Linked DNA regions of Mus musculus: region 1 is linked to region 2. A link is a contact called in public HiChIP or PLAC-seq data. All regions are on one chromosome and are shown on one strand. Each heading gives the region's core, a stretch centred on a gene start, on an enhancer-like site or on the middle of the called end of the contact. The rest is flanking DNA. Distances are from core to core; before and after follow the strand shown. Region 1 overlaps Dusp10 (dual specificity phosphatase 10). Region 2 overlaps Gm34068 (predicted gene, 34068).

What was found. HiChIP or PLAC-seq counts read pairs in DNA pulled down with a chosen protein or histone mark.
Region 1: a FOXA1 HiChIP or PLAC-seq map of pancreatic cancer cells shows a contact between it and region 2. The contact joins two enhancer-like sites. A contact is called at or near these places in 3 of 484 Hi-C or Micro-C datasets (B cells, bone marrow-derived macrophages and pre-B cells), 6 of 115 datasets of contacts at active chromatin or transcription factors (astrocytes, bone marrow-derived macrophages, embryonic stem cells and 3 more) and 2 of 9 other capture datasets (embryonic tail and embryonic trunk).

Annotation. Positions count from the first base shown.
Region 1 is chr1:184,050,604-184,056,493 of GRCm38.p6, reverse strand. All of the region lies in intron 2 of Dusp10 (dual specificity phosphatase 10), which reads right to left. Among named protein-coding and RNA genes, the nearest start is that of Dusp10, 19 kb to the right of the region's middle. Within about 2 kb of position 4,608, at least 114 of the 459 cell types and tissues checked have an H3K27ac peak or open chromatin away from gene starts, as enhancers often do. A contact at or near this core is called in pancreatic cancer cells, where this site is marked.
Region 2 is chr1:183,806,383-183,812,021 of GRCm38.p6, reverse strand. It overlaps Gm34068 (predicted gene, 34068), which reads right to left. Exons shown (of 3, transcript NR_151520.1): 3 at 2,276-2,609. Among named protein-coding and RNA genes, the nearest start is that of Gm34068, 60 kb to the right of the region's middle. Within about 2 kb of position 3,656, at least 6 of the 459 cell types and tissues checked have an H3K27ac peak or open chromatin away from gene starts, as enhancers often do. A contact at or near this core is called in pancreatic cancer cells, where this site is marked.

The DNA of each region.
Region 1 (5,890 bases), core at 3,359-5,858, 240 kb before region 2:
ATGCTCTACCAGGGACAGTGACAAGTTGACCTCCTATGAGGTATCAAACTTTGCAGTATCACCATGTCGGGAAAACATCGTTTCCAAAACATAGACACTTGAGGGCCACATTCCATCCTATCCTAACCATTGCAGAGCAGACAGCACGCAGGGCTCAGTGACTGTGGTCTCCCAGAAGGGCTCTTCCTGATATTATGAGTATTCTCTCAGCTAACTCCTTGACCACATATCAGAACATCTGCCACTATCCGAAATCATCAATGTCATCCTTAGTTTTTTATTATTGCTAAAAAATGGAGTCCAGAGGATGTGGAAAAAGAGGAACACTCCTCCATTGTTGGTGGGATTGCAAGCTTGTACAACCACTCTGGAAATCAGTCTGACGGTTCCTCAGAAAATTGGACATAGTACTACCAGAGGATCCCGCAATACCTCTTCTGGGCATATATCCAGAAGATGTTCCAACCAGTAAGAAGGACACATGCTCCACTATGTTCATAGCAGCCTTATTTATAATAGCCAGAAGCTGGAAAGAACCCAGATGCCCCTCAACAGAGGAATGGATACAGAAGATGTGGTACATTTACACAATGGAGTACTACTCAGCTATTAAAAAGAATGAATTTATGAAATTCCTAGCCAAATGGATGGACCTGGAGGGCATCATCCTGAGTGAGGTAACCCAATCACAAAGGAACTCACACAATATGTACTCACTGATAAGTGGATATTAGCCCAGAAACTTAGGATACCCAAGATATAAGATACAATTTGCTAAACGCATGAAACTCAAGAAGAACGAAGACCACTTTGCCCCTCCTTAGAAATGGGAACAAAACACCCATGGAAGGAGTTACAGAGACAAAGTATGGAGCTGTGACAAAAGGATGGACCATATCCAGGGATCCATTCCATAATCAGCTTCCAAACGCTGACACCATTGCATACACTAGCAAGATTTTGCTGAAAGGACCTAGATATAGCTGACTCTTGTGAGACTATGCCGGGGCCTAGCAAACACAGAAGTGGATGCTCACAGTCAGCTATTGGATGGATCACAGGGCCCCCAATGGAGCTAGAGAAAGTACCCAAGGAGCTAAAGGGATCTGCAACCCTATAGGTGGAACAACATTATGAACTACCCAGTACCCCAGAGCTCTTGACTCTAGCTGCATATGTATCAAAAGATGGCCTAGTCGGCCATCACTGGAAAGAGAGGCCCATTGGACTTGCAAACTTTATATGCCCCAGGACAGGGGAACGCCAGGGTCAAAAAGTGGGAGTGGGTGGTTAAGGGAGGGGGGGGAGGGTATGGGGGATTTTGGGGATAGCATTGGAAATGTAAATGAGGAAAACACCTAATAAAAAATATTAAAAAAAAAAAAAAGTGGAGCCCAGGAAAGCAAAGGTGCTATTAGGTGGCAAGGCATGTCTGCTCAGGGAAATGGTGGCAGGCTGCCCTGCGCCTCTGCGGTACAGGCTCCGGAAGGTTGTTTGGCATCTTTAGATCCTAGTTTACTTCTGGGTAAAGTAGAGCATCAATGGGCAGCAGAGTTGATACAATAATTAAATGAACCACTACTAAATGAGTTATTCAGAGAAATTGTATTCATTCAGGCTGTACCGTCTGCTCTGAATAGCAAGTGCTCGTTAAATATTTTTAGATGAGATGAACATCAGAATGAGCCAGAAAGAGCCATTAATTATGTGTTGTTCCGCATTATGGTAGGGATTTGGGAGATTAAAAATAGTCCCCAAAGATAAATCTAATTGGAGAGAAAAAGAAGGGATGAGGACGAGGAAACATTAGAAAAAACTGTAGCGAAGTATCAATGCCAGAATGTTCTGAGAACACTGGGAGACTCGCCTGGATGACACCACGGGTCACAGCTCATGGAAGCTGGTGCAGGGAAGATGAACTCTGCTGGTACCAGGCTGAGGAAGAGGCAAAGAACAGTTGCTGGACCTTACATGTGACAAATAGGCCCATAGGTGAGGTTGAGAATAAGATCTGTCACATTTGGCGGCCTCTAGCCTGTCCCTCCTCTCACATGCTCCCATCTCTGTACTTCCCTTATGAGCAATGTTGACAGAAGTGAATGAAAAAGAGTTGTGAGGAAAAATGGTCAAGAGGGACACCCAGGCGGAGAGAGGTCTGGAAACAGGCCCTGCCTGAATTCAGGTCAGCATGCATTCAAGAAGTGCTCACAGTGGGATAGAGAGCTCTGTCCCAGGCATATGCCTAAGAAAGGTCTGGTTTGGCCCTTAGACCTGGCAGCAGCCCTTCCATCTAAATAGGATCAACAATCACAGATACTTTGGACAGGGTCTTCACTGACCCAGTGGCTCTGTTTCTCCCACAATACCAGCTCTACAATCAGGCATTCTCGAGTCCCTCTTATTTGTCTTATTAACTCTGAACTGGCAGGCTAGTTATTTACATTTCAGGTCACTTAAACTCACATTATCAAAGAAGTGGAGAGACAGCTCAATGGGTAAAATGCTTACTCAGTGGGTAAGTATGAGAGTGTGAGTTCAGATCCAATGCCCACAGAAGAATCCAGCCATCCTTGGGAGGCAGAAACAGGAGAATCCAAGGGGCTCGCTGGATATATACCAGGTAAGCACAGGAACACACACACACACACACACACACACACACACACACAGCCAAGAGCAGGCATGTACAAGTGGACATATATAGACACACACATACACACAAAAATAAAAGTAAATAAGACACCGGGATTATCCCCTAATAGTTTTGACTTAAATGGCGAGAGTTTCCTCTCTCCTGAAGGGGATTCTTACATCCTTCGCTCTCTCACAGGGCTGTAGCACATACTTATGTCTTGAAAGGTGTACTCTGAACCCTGTAGTCCACAGGCAAACATTTGGAAGTACCTCAGGGGAAGGGAGCACCCAACTCTAGGGCAGTCAGTTCTAAGCATCTGTTCTATCTCTTTTAGAAACTGAGGCTGACATTCCATCCTCACCCTTACTGAGGGGGCAGGGAGCTGCTTGACACCCTCAGTGAAAGCTACTGTCAGTTATTTGGCTGGACTATCGCCACCATTAAACTTCTAATAAGCAAGCCTGCGTTGGTGACAGAGTGCAGAGAGCCCAGGGCCAGACCAGGTTAAACAGATTTCAGGAGATTTCACAACTCTTCATACTCTTTGCTTCATTCCCGTTTCTTGTAGAACCCCTCCCACCAAGTAATGACAGTTTTCTTTTCTTAGAAACCCATTTTCCAGGGTGGCCCTATCACGTGCCTTGAGGAGTCAAACTTTCTAGGAGCTTGGTGACCTAAGAAGGCTTTGCTGGACTGGACTAGTCTGAGCAAAGCTAAAAACTAATGGCCTTGGAGGTGGGGGTGGGGGTGGGGGGACCTTGTCTATTTTAAGCCAGGAAGGAGAAAGCAAAACAAAATAGACCAAAAATAACCATACAAGACCATGGCTAAAATATCCAAACAGGGGTGTCCACAGAAAAGGCGCTGTTGGATATGACACCATATTTTTGAAACAAAGTGAGACACGCCACAAGTATGAATCCTAACAATGCAAATGACCAAGTAATGCAAATCCCTTACTTAGGGTTTTCCCACACAGTGCTTTCCTTACTGGAACAAAATCTCAACATCAATATTCAAGAATTTCTTGTAAGAAAGAGGCCAGCATGCTGGGCCACCACACCCCTCAGGTGACACCTAGGAGTTGAAATAGAGGGGGCCTCCAAAGGTGGGAAGGTCTTGGGCCTAGAAATATCACAGGTCTTCCTGCTGACCTGGAAGCCTTGCAGTCTAAAGCAGTCTTCCCAAGACCACATCATTTTGTAAGACTAGAGTGAAGGCTGCCTCTTGTCTCCAAGGAAATGGGGTTAGGGAAACAAGTCTTGCTATCTTACCAAGTGCTACGGTGTTCTCTCACCACCAGGGCCTTCAAGCAGACACTGGGTGCTTTCATCTCAGAATACTGCAATGCAGCTCTGACACAGCTCTGACAGCGACTCCAAGATTGACTCTTACAGAAAGCCACCACAATCCCCAACAGCGTTGGCCTCACTGCCAGTTGTAAGTGTGGTGTCTCTCAGGCCTCTGACACCTCTGACTAAATTGTCACTAGTTCTTTGCTTCCCCATAATACCCGGGGTTCAAGAATCCACTAGGATGATTCGCTGAACTCAGGAAAGCACTTTTGTTTGTGCTAATTAATGGCTTCACTATAAAGGATGCAAGCCAGGGCCAGCAAAATGAAAGCTGCACAACGTAGGCCCTAGTATTCCACACCGTGCACTTCTCTGTTCAGTCGTGTGAAATGAAGACACTCTATTTACCCTGCTGGCATGTCCCTGTGTGCAAGGAGGATGCCTGCCTGAGCTTCGAGGGCCAGGCTTCTGTGTTCTTCAGGATCATGTTTCACTAGGTGCAACTGGACTTGATTCATCATCAGCCCCGTGTCTGAACTTAATCCTCAGTCCAGCTTGCCTCTTCTGCGGAGGCTGGCTACATTCCAAGCTTCCGGGCCAGTCACAGGGCTGGCCCTTCTGATAGATGACCAGCTTGTCCCCTGAGTCATCTCATTAACATAAACTCAGGTGTGAGCCAAGGGGCTCTGCAGGAGCAGCTCAGGCACTCTTATCTCTCTGTAGATTCCAGAGGGTGAGAGATCATCTCCCACAACTCAGGGACAGAGGGCAGAAAAAAAAATCAATTTACAAGTCCATAGCCATAAATGTTGTGGACCTGGGAGTCAGCCTAGACTTCAGGCGACTTCGGTGTGACTCCAAGTGATTCTGTGAACCACTCTCAGCCTCTATTTTCTCATCTTAGAAAGAAATGATAACTTATCATTATACAAAGATTGGCCTCACTGGATAGAAATGTCAGCAGGATACTACATGGCAAGACTATTTTTTCTAGTCACTACCCTGAAATGTAAAGGGAAACAGGCCAAAATTAACACTAATAACATATTTGACCAAATTATGGTTTCAACATGCAGCTGAGTCTTTCACACTGCAACCCAAGAAGGGTTTCTGAAATCTGATAAGTATGATTCAGAGCTGCTTCAACTAGCTCTAGCGACCAGAATCAGGCAGGGCATAGCTACCAGGAGACAACAGCTCAGGTAAAGGTGATGTCCCCATTCAAGGAGTCCCTGCTGAGTGCCAAAGTCATTACTATCTGGCCATGTTAACAGAAAGGAGCATGTGTTTGTATGTGCAAGCATGTGTTCACATGGACAGAGTTAGCAACCAGTAACAGAAAATGATGGTTCTACAAGCTGCATTGCACCAGAAAGTGAGCTGTCTCCCCATAGATGAAATAGCCACTTTTCTCCAGAAAAGAACACTCCACCCCATTATCTGACAAGAGTTCTGTTCCCAAGTTTGTACATCACATCAGCACACACTGCAATCCTTAACAAAACAAAGCCACCACGGATAATGGCTTTTGATGGGCAAAGACCCCTGGAAGACACCATGTGGCCAGATCTGAAAGATTTGAGAGCTCTGAAGAGCTCTGGGAAGGTAAGGAAGAAAAGCTGAAGGAAGGAAGGAGCTGGGACCTGCTGAGTCACAAAATGATGTCCATGGACCTCAAGGGTTAATGTCAGAGCCACCAGCCACCACCAGTCAGTCCCAGCCAGCCAGGAATCCCACTCCACAGTGTGGAAAAGCTGTTCACTGAGAACCAGGAAAGCAGAGGTCCCTCGGAGATGAATGTCAAGGTCATGATTTGGACAACTTTGGAGCATCTGGTTCTCAGGCCTCAGAACGTTTTCCAAACGTTTTATAGAAGATGTGGAAGGTGGGCTGGGGAGACCGCCCAGTAGTCAAATGCAAGCAGAAGAGGCATGAGGACGTGAGTTTGCACTCCTTGGCA
Region 2 (5,639 bases), core at 2,407-4,906:
AGAAGCTATATCCTTTATTTTAGGATAAAATGTTCTGTAGATATCTGTTAAATCCATTTGTTTCATCACTTCTGTTAGTTTCACTGTGTCCCTGTTTGTTTTCTGATTCCACGATCTGTCCATTGATGAAAGTGGTGTGTTGAAGTCTCCCACTATTATTGTGTGAGGTGCAATATGTCCTTTGTGTTTTACTAAAGTTTCTTTAATGAATGTGGCTGCCCTTACATTTGGAGCATAGATATTCAGAATTGAGAGTTCCTCTTGGAGGTTTTTGCCTTTGATGAGTATGAAGTGTCCCTCCTTGTCTTTTTTGATAACTTTGGGTTGGAAGTCAATTTTATTCGTTATTAGAATGGCTACTCCAGCTTGTTTCTTCAGACCATTTTCTTGGAAAATTGTTTTCAAGCCTTTCACTCTGAGGAAGTGTCTGTCTTTTTCCCTGAGATGGGTTTCCTGTGGGCAGTAGAATGTTGGGTCCTGTTTGTGTAGCCAGTCTGTTAGTCTATGTCTTTTTATTGGGGGAATTGAGCCCATTGATATTAAGAGATATTAAGGAAAAGTAATTGTTGCTTCCTATTATTTTTGTTTTTAGAGTTGGCATTCTGTTCTTGTGGCTGTCTTCTTTTTGGTTTGTTGAAGGATTACTTTCTTGCTTTTTCTAGGGCGTGGTTTCTGTCCTTGTATTGGTTTTTTTCTGTTATTATCCTTTGAAGGGCTGGATTCATGGAAAGGTAATGTGTGAATTTGGTTTTGTCGTGGAAAACTTTGGTTTCTCCATCTATGGTAATTGAGAGTTTGGCTAGGTATAGTAGCCTGGGCTGGCATTTGTGTTCTCTTAGTGTCTGTATAACATCTGTCCAGGATCTTCTGGCTTTCATAGTCTCTGGTGAAAAGTCTGGTGTAATTCTGATAGGCCTGCCTTTATATGTTACTTGACCTTTTTCCCTTACTGTTTTTAATATTCTATCTTTATTTAGTGCATTTGTTGTTCTGATTATTATGTGTCGGGAGGAATTTCTTTTCTGGTCCAGTCTATTTGGAGTTCTGTAGTCTTCTTGTATGTTCATGGGCATGTCTTTCTTTAGGTTTGGGAAGTTTTCTTCTATAATTTTGTTGAAGATATTTGCTGGCCCTTTAAGTTGAAAATCTTCCTTCTCATCCACTCCTATTATCTGTAGGTTTGGTCTTCTCATTGTGTCCTGGATTTCCTGGATGTTTTGAGTTAGGATCTTTTTGCATTTTGTATTTTCTTTGATTGTTGTGCCAATGTTCTCTATGGAATCTTCTGCACCTGAGATTCTCTCTTCTATCTCTTGTATTCTGTTTCTGATGCTTGCATCTATGGTTCCAGATTTCTTTCCTGGTTTTCTATCTCCAGTGTTGCCTCACTTTGGGTTTTCTTTATTGTGTCTACTTCCCTTTTTAGGTCTTTGATGTTTTTATTCAATCCCATCACCTGTTTGGTCGTGTTTTCTTGCAATACTTTAAGGGATTTTTCTGCTTCCTCATTAAGGTCTTCTACCTGTTTAGTAGTGTTCTCCTGTATTTCTTTAAGTGAGTTATTAAAGTCCTTCTTGATGTCCTCTACCATCATCGTGAGATATGCTTTTAAGTCGGGGTCTAGTTTTTCGGGTGTGTTGGGGTGCCCAGGACTGGGTGGTGTGGAACTGCTGTGTTCTGATGATGGTGAGTGGTCTTGGTTTCTGTTAGTAAGATTCTTACGTTTGCCTTTCGCCATCTGGTAATCTCTGGAGTTAGTTGTTGTAGTTGTCTCTGGTTAAATCTTGTTCCTCAGGTGTTTATGTTAGCCTCTATCAGCATACCCGAGAGAATAGCTCTCTCCTGACTTTCAGTGTTCAGAGTACTCTCTGCAGGTAGGCTCTCCTCTTGCAGGGAAGGTGCCAGATATCTGGTGTTCGAGCCTGCCTCCTGGCAGAAGTTGTGATCCACTCACAAAGTTCTTAAGATCCCGTGGAGGGTCCTGTTATACCTTTTGGGTGTCCGCAGTCTCCACGCCCACAGTACCCCTGTGCTGGTGTGGACCGGAAGGGACTTGTGCCCCTGATCAGGCCAGGTTTTCTGCTTCCCTAATTAATGCAGTCTCAGGTCCTGCGAGATTGGATTGGAGCAGCAGCTGTGTTCCACTCACCAGAGGTCTTAAGATCCAGTGGCCGGTCTTGTTGGTAGCTTGCGGGTGTCAGCTGACTCTGTGCCCTAGCTACCCTGGTGCTGGTGGGACTGAAGGGGACTTGTGCCCCTGAACTCATATTTTATTCTTGATTCTACCTTTATTACATCTTCTGGCAAAACAACTAAAACTATCCCCTTAAACATTCTTCCTAAAATCATTAGACTCAAATCAGGAAGTAATCAATTCATCTAAGGAGCATTAATTCATGAAAGTTCATCTTCATGCTGATCTGCAGGGTCGAATTTGCTCAATAGGGTGGGCTGATGCCCAGGAAGAAAGTTTTATCAGAAGTAAAAAGCCATCCTGGGACGTTTCTGGGGCTGGGCCTCTCCAGACTGTACCCGTCATATCCATGTAAAATGGTGGGCTGTCTCCAGGAAACTCACTTGCTTCCCACATGGCCTTTCCTAGGTGGCTTCTGTCAATACACAAATAGACATACTACATAAACTATGTACATATACCCACCTCAAATACAAATATACATACACATATACATACCAGGCAAACTTGACGTATACACACCTCAAAAACACATACTAAACACTATGCACATATACCACACAGTCATCCAGAAAGCATTTCTTAGAGGAATGGGGAAAGGGACCCCCCATGGAACATCTTTTGTTCAGCCCATTACCTTCATGATGATTGATCCCAAAGGCTCACCTCTGCCTCATCATTAACTAGCTCCTTGAGCATGGGGAAAACTCACTGTCTCCTTTGGTTCTCATTTCTGTAACTGTTAGGAAACCACATGAATTAATGGCTTTTGCCCAATCTATCAGCTCACAATTCTTTAACAGGTATAAATCTGGACCGATGAGATCCAAGCTATGGACCATTTTGACCATTGCTTCCCAAACTGTGCTGACCTGAGGCTGCTCGGATGCCATAACTAAATCTGACCGCAAGTTCAATTTAATGTTTACAAGGCACACAAAGCTAGAAAGCAGCTTTTCATTCGTTTGTGTGGTGGTGTGAACACGTTGGTCTGGTGATTTCTGAATAATAGTTTTAGGGGAAGACTTATTGAGAAAGAACAAAAGTGTAGGTACTCCTTGCTGCCACTGGGCAAAGGGACACAAAATAAAAAGAGTAGAGACAAAGAAAAAGATACTGAAAAGTCCATTGGGTAGACCTTACTTGACAGAATCAACAAAACCCTGATAGAGTTTGGCCTGAGTCTTAAGTAACTCCAGATATATACCAAATGCCAGGTAATGTTGAGAAAGACATTTCTCCAGCCTGTAATTTGATATCAGTCTAAAAATGATGGAGTTAGATTTGACCACTTGCAAACACCTCACCATTGCTAAAATCACCGCTTTTCTGACAGAAAGTTATGTAGGCTGTTCAGTCTACTATCAACTGTGCATTCACAATTCTCAAACAGTAACCTCAGCCCCAGGGAGTGCTACTAAGCATTTGTGTACATAGGAAAGTAAGAATTCTTTTTATGTTTACTCAGGCTACAACATAAATGTAGATGGCTCTTGCCTGCCCCTGCAGAAGGCACTGTGTGATCAGATGCCCTGTACATGTTCAAGGTCACAGAAATCATTGTTGCCATTGCTTTGGGCTAAGGCTGCTTAGAGAATCAGGGTTAGTTTAGTCTATCAGACGCTGCCCTGCTGGTATTAACAACACATCCAGTGTTCTTCATATACTTGTGCCCATATGGAACTAGCTTATCTCAGATCTTGTCTGCATCTGAAGCAAGACATTTGTGAGCCAACAGACAAGCAGTCGGTGATCTTATCCCAGACCCAGACTTGCAGGTTGAGTTTAAATAAACAGGCAAACAAGCTAGGGAAAATATCCCTGAACACACAAGAGGAAAGCCATGTAGCTCATCAGCAAAAGTAAGCTTGCAACATCAGCCTCATTAGCACGGCCCAAAAAACAGGAGACGTCAAGTTACTGGATGGCAAGGATGTGATAAGAAACTTGATAATGCCCATCTGCTGCTGGGGTCAGGTCTGCCTCAAGCAGGAACCTGGCAATGCGCACATGCACGGAGGGCTTCGTGTGTGATGAGTGCTCATGTGTGTTTAAAGGAGCTGTGGGTGGGACAGTTAATATAGGGCTTTTCCATCCAGGAAATCTATATCCATTCCAAAGCCTGGACTTATTAAAATCTTGAAGTCTCTCACATCTGTTACAAGGCATGTATCATAGTTTAGGCACACTACTGGGTGCCGAGAGCTGGGTCTGAGGTTACAGGCTCTCTCATTGCCAACCCAGAGATCGTTATTATTGGCAGCCTTCGGGGCTTAAGAAGCATGATTCTAAGAAGAGCCCTCATGCTGGAAGGCTGTGAGCTGGCCAGCTGTGGTGGTCCCAACAGTGGATACCCCAAACCTCTCGGCTCAGTGTAACCAGAGCTCCTGTGAAAGAAGCTGCCCCCTGAGGTTTTTCAACAGCTTTAAAATTCCCCTAATAACTCATTCATAGTTCCTATTCCCTGGACCACCACCATGTCGATGGAAACTGAGTTGGGTCCAAACAGGATGAACTAAGCTTCTGTCCAAGCAAAAAACGTTATCCCAGGGCTGAAGGGCTTTAAATGGACCACGGATAATGTTTTATTGCCCCAGCACCAGGGTGAACTCAGCCCCCCACACTTAGCCTCACCTTTCACAATGTTATTTTTAGAATTCTCATTACACCCAGCTTAAACTCTAAAAATATGGTTCCCAGGAATAGCAGAACCTAGTTTTAATTGTGCAAAGAGAAACAAGTGCCTGTAGTCTCTGATTACATATGATGTTTCATGGGGCTGACATCACTGTGAGGGACATGCTCTCCGGCTGTTGGACTCAATTCATTTCATTTTGCTTTTCCACCCAGCTTCTTCAGCACTGGGGTTGTCTCTACAGCCAATGCTTGGATTTCTGATGATGTGAAACAGTATCCCTGTTTAGGAGAATTCACCTCCAAGGAGTGCCCTTGAGCCTTTCCAGCCTATCCAATGCTGGACAACCCCACACTGCCAGCTGTCTCTCTCACTGGGAGGCAAAGGTCCTGTGGTAGAACAGCTATGGAACCCGACAAATGGCACTGGGGTCTGTACCTTGATCACCAACCACTGAGACCTCAGGCACACATTTAGTCTTCTTTACTCTTCCATGAAAAACAATCATAGGTATCCTGCTGATAAATGAAATAATTAACCTACTCTGTAGAAGCCTAAAAAAAGTATCATGTTTTTACTTGACTAATATTTATACTAGTCAAAATCCCCAAAACAATAAGGTGGCATAAGAGGCTTATGTATGCGTGTATCGGGTCCTAATAAAGCACACATGGGGACATTCATGGCAGTGTAGCAAGCCAGCGCGAAGTGCCACACTATGAAGCTGAAGCCCAGCCTGGACTCTGAGATCACTTTCAAGGATGCACTTTCTCATGAACTCAGGCTGGTCCTAGAAAGAGCTGAGGGCAG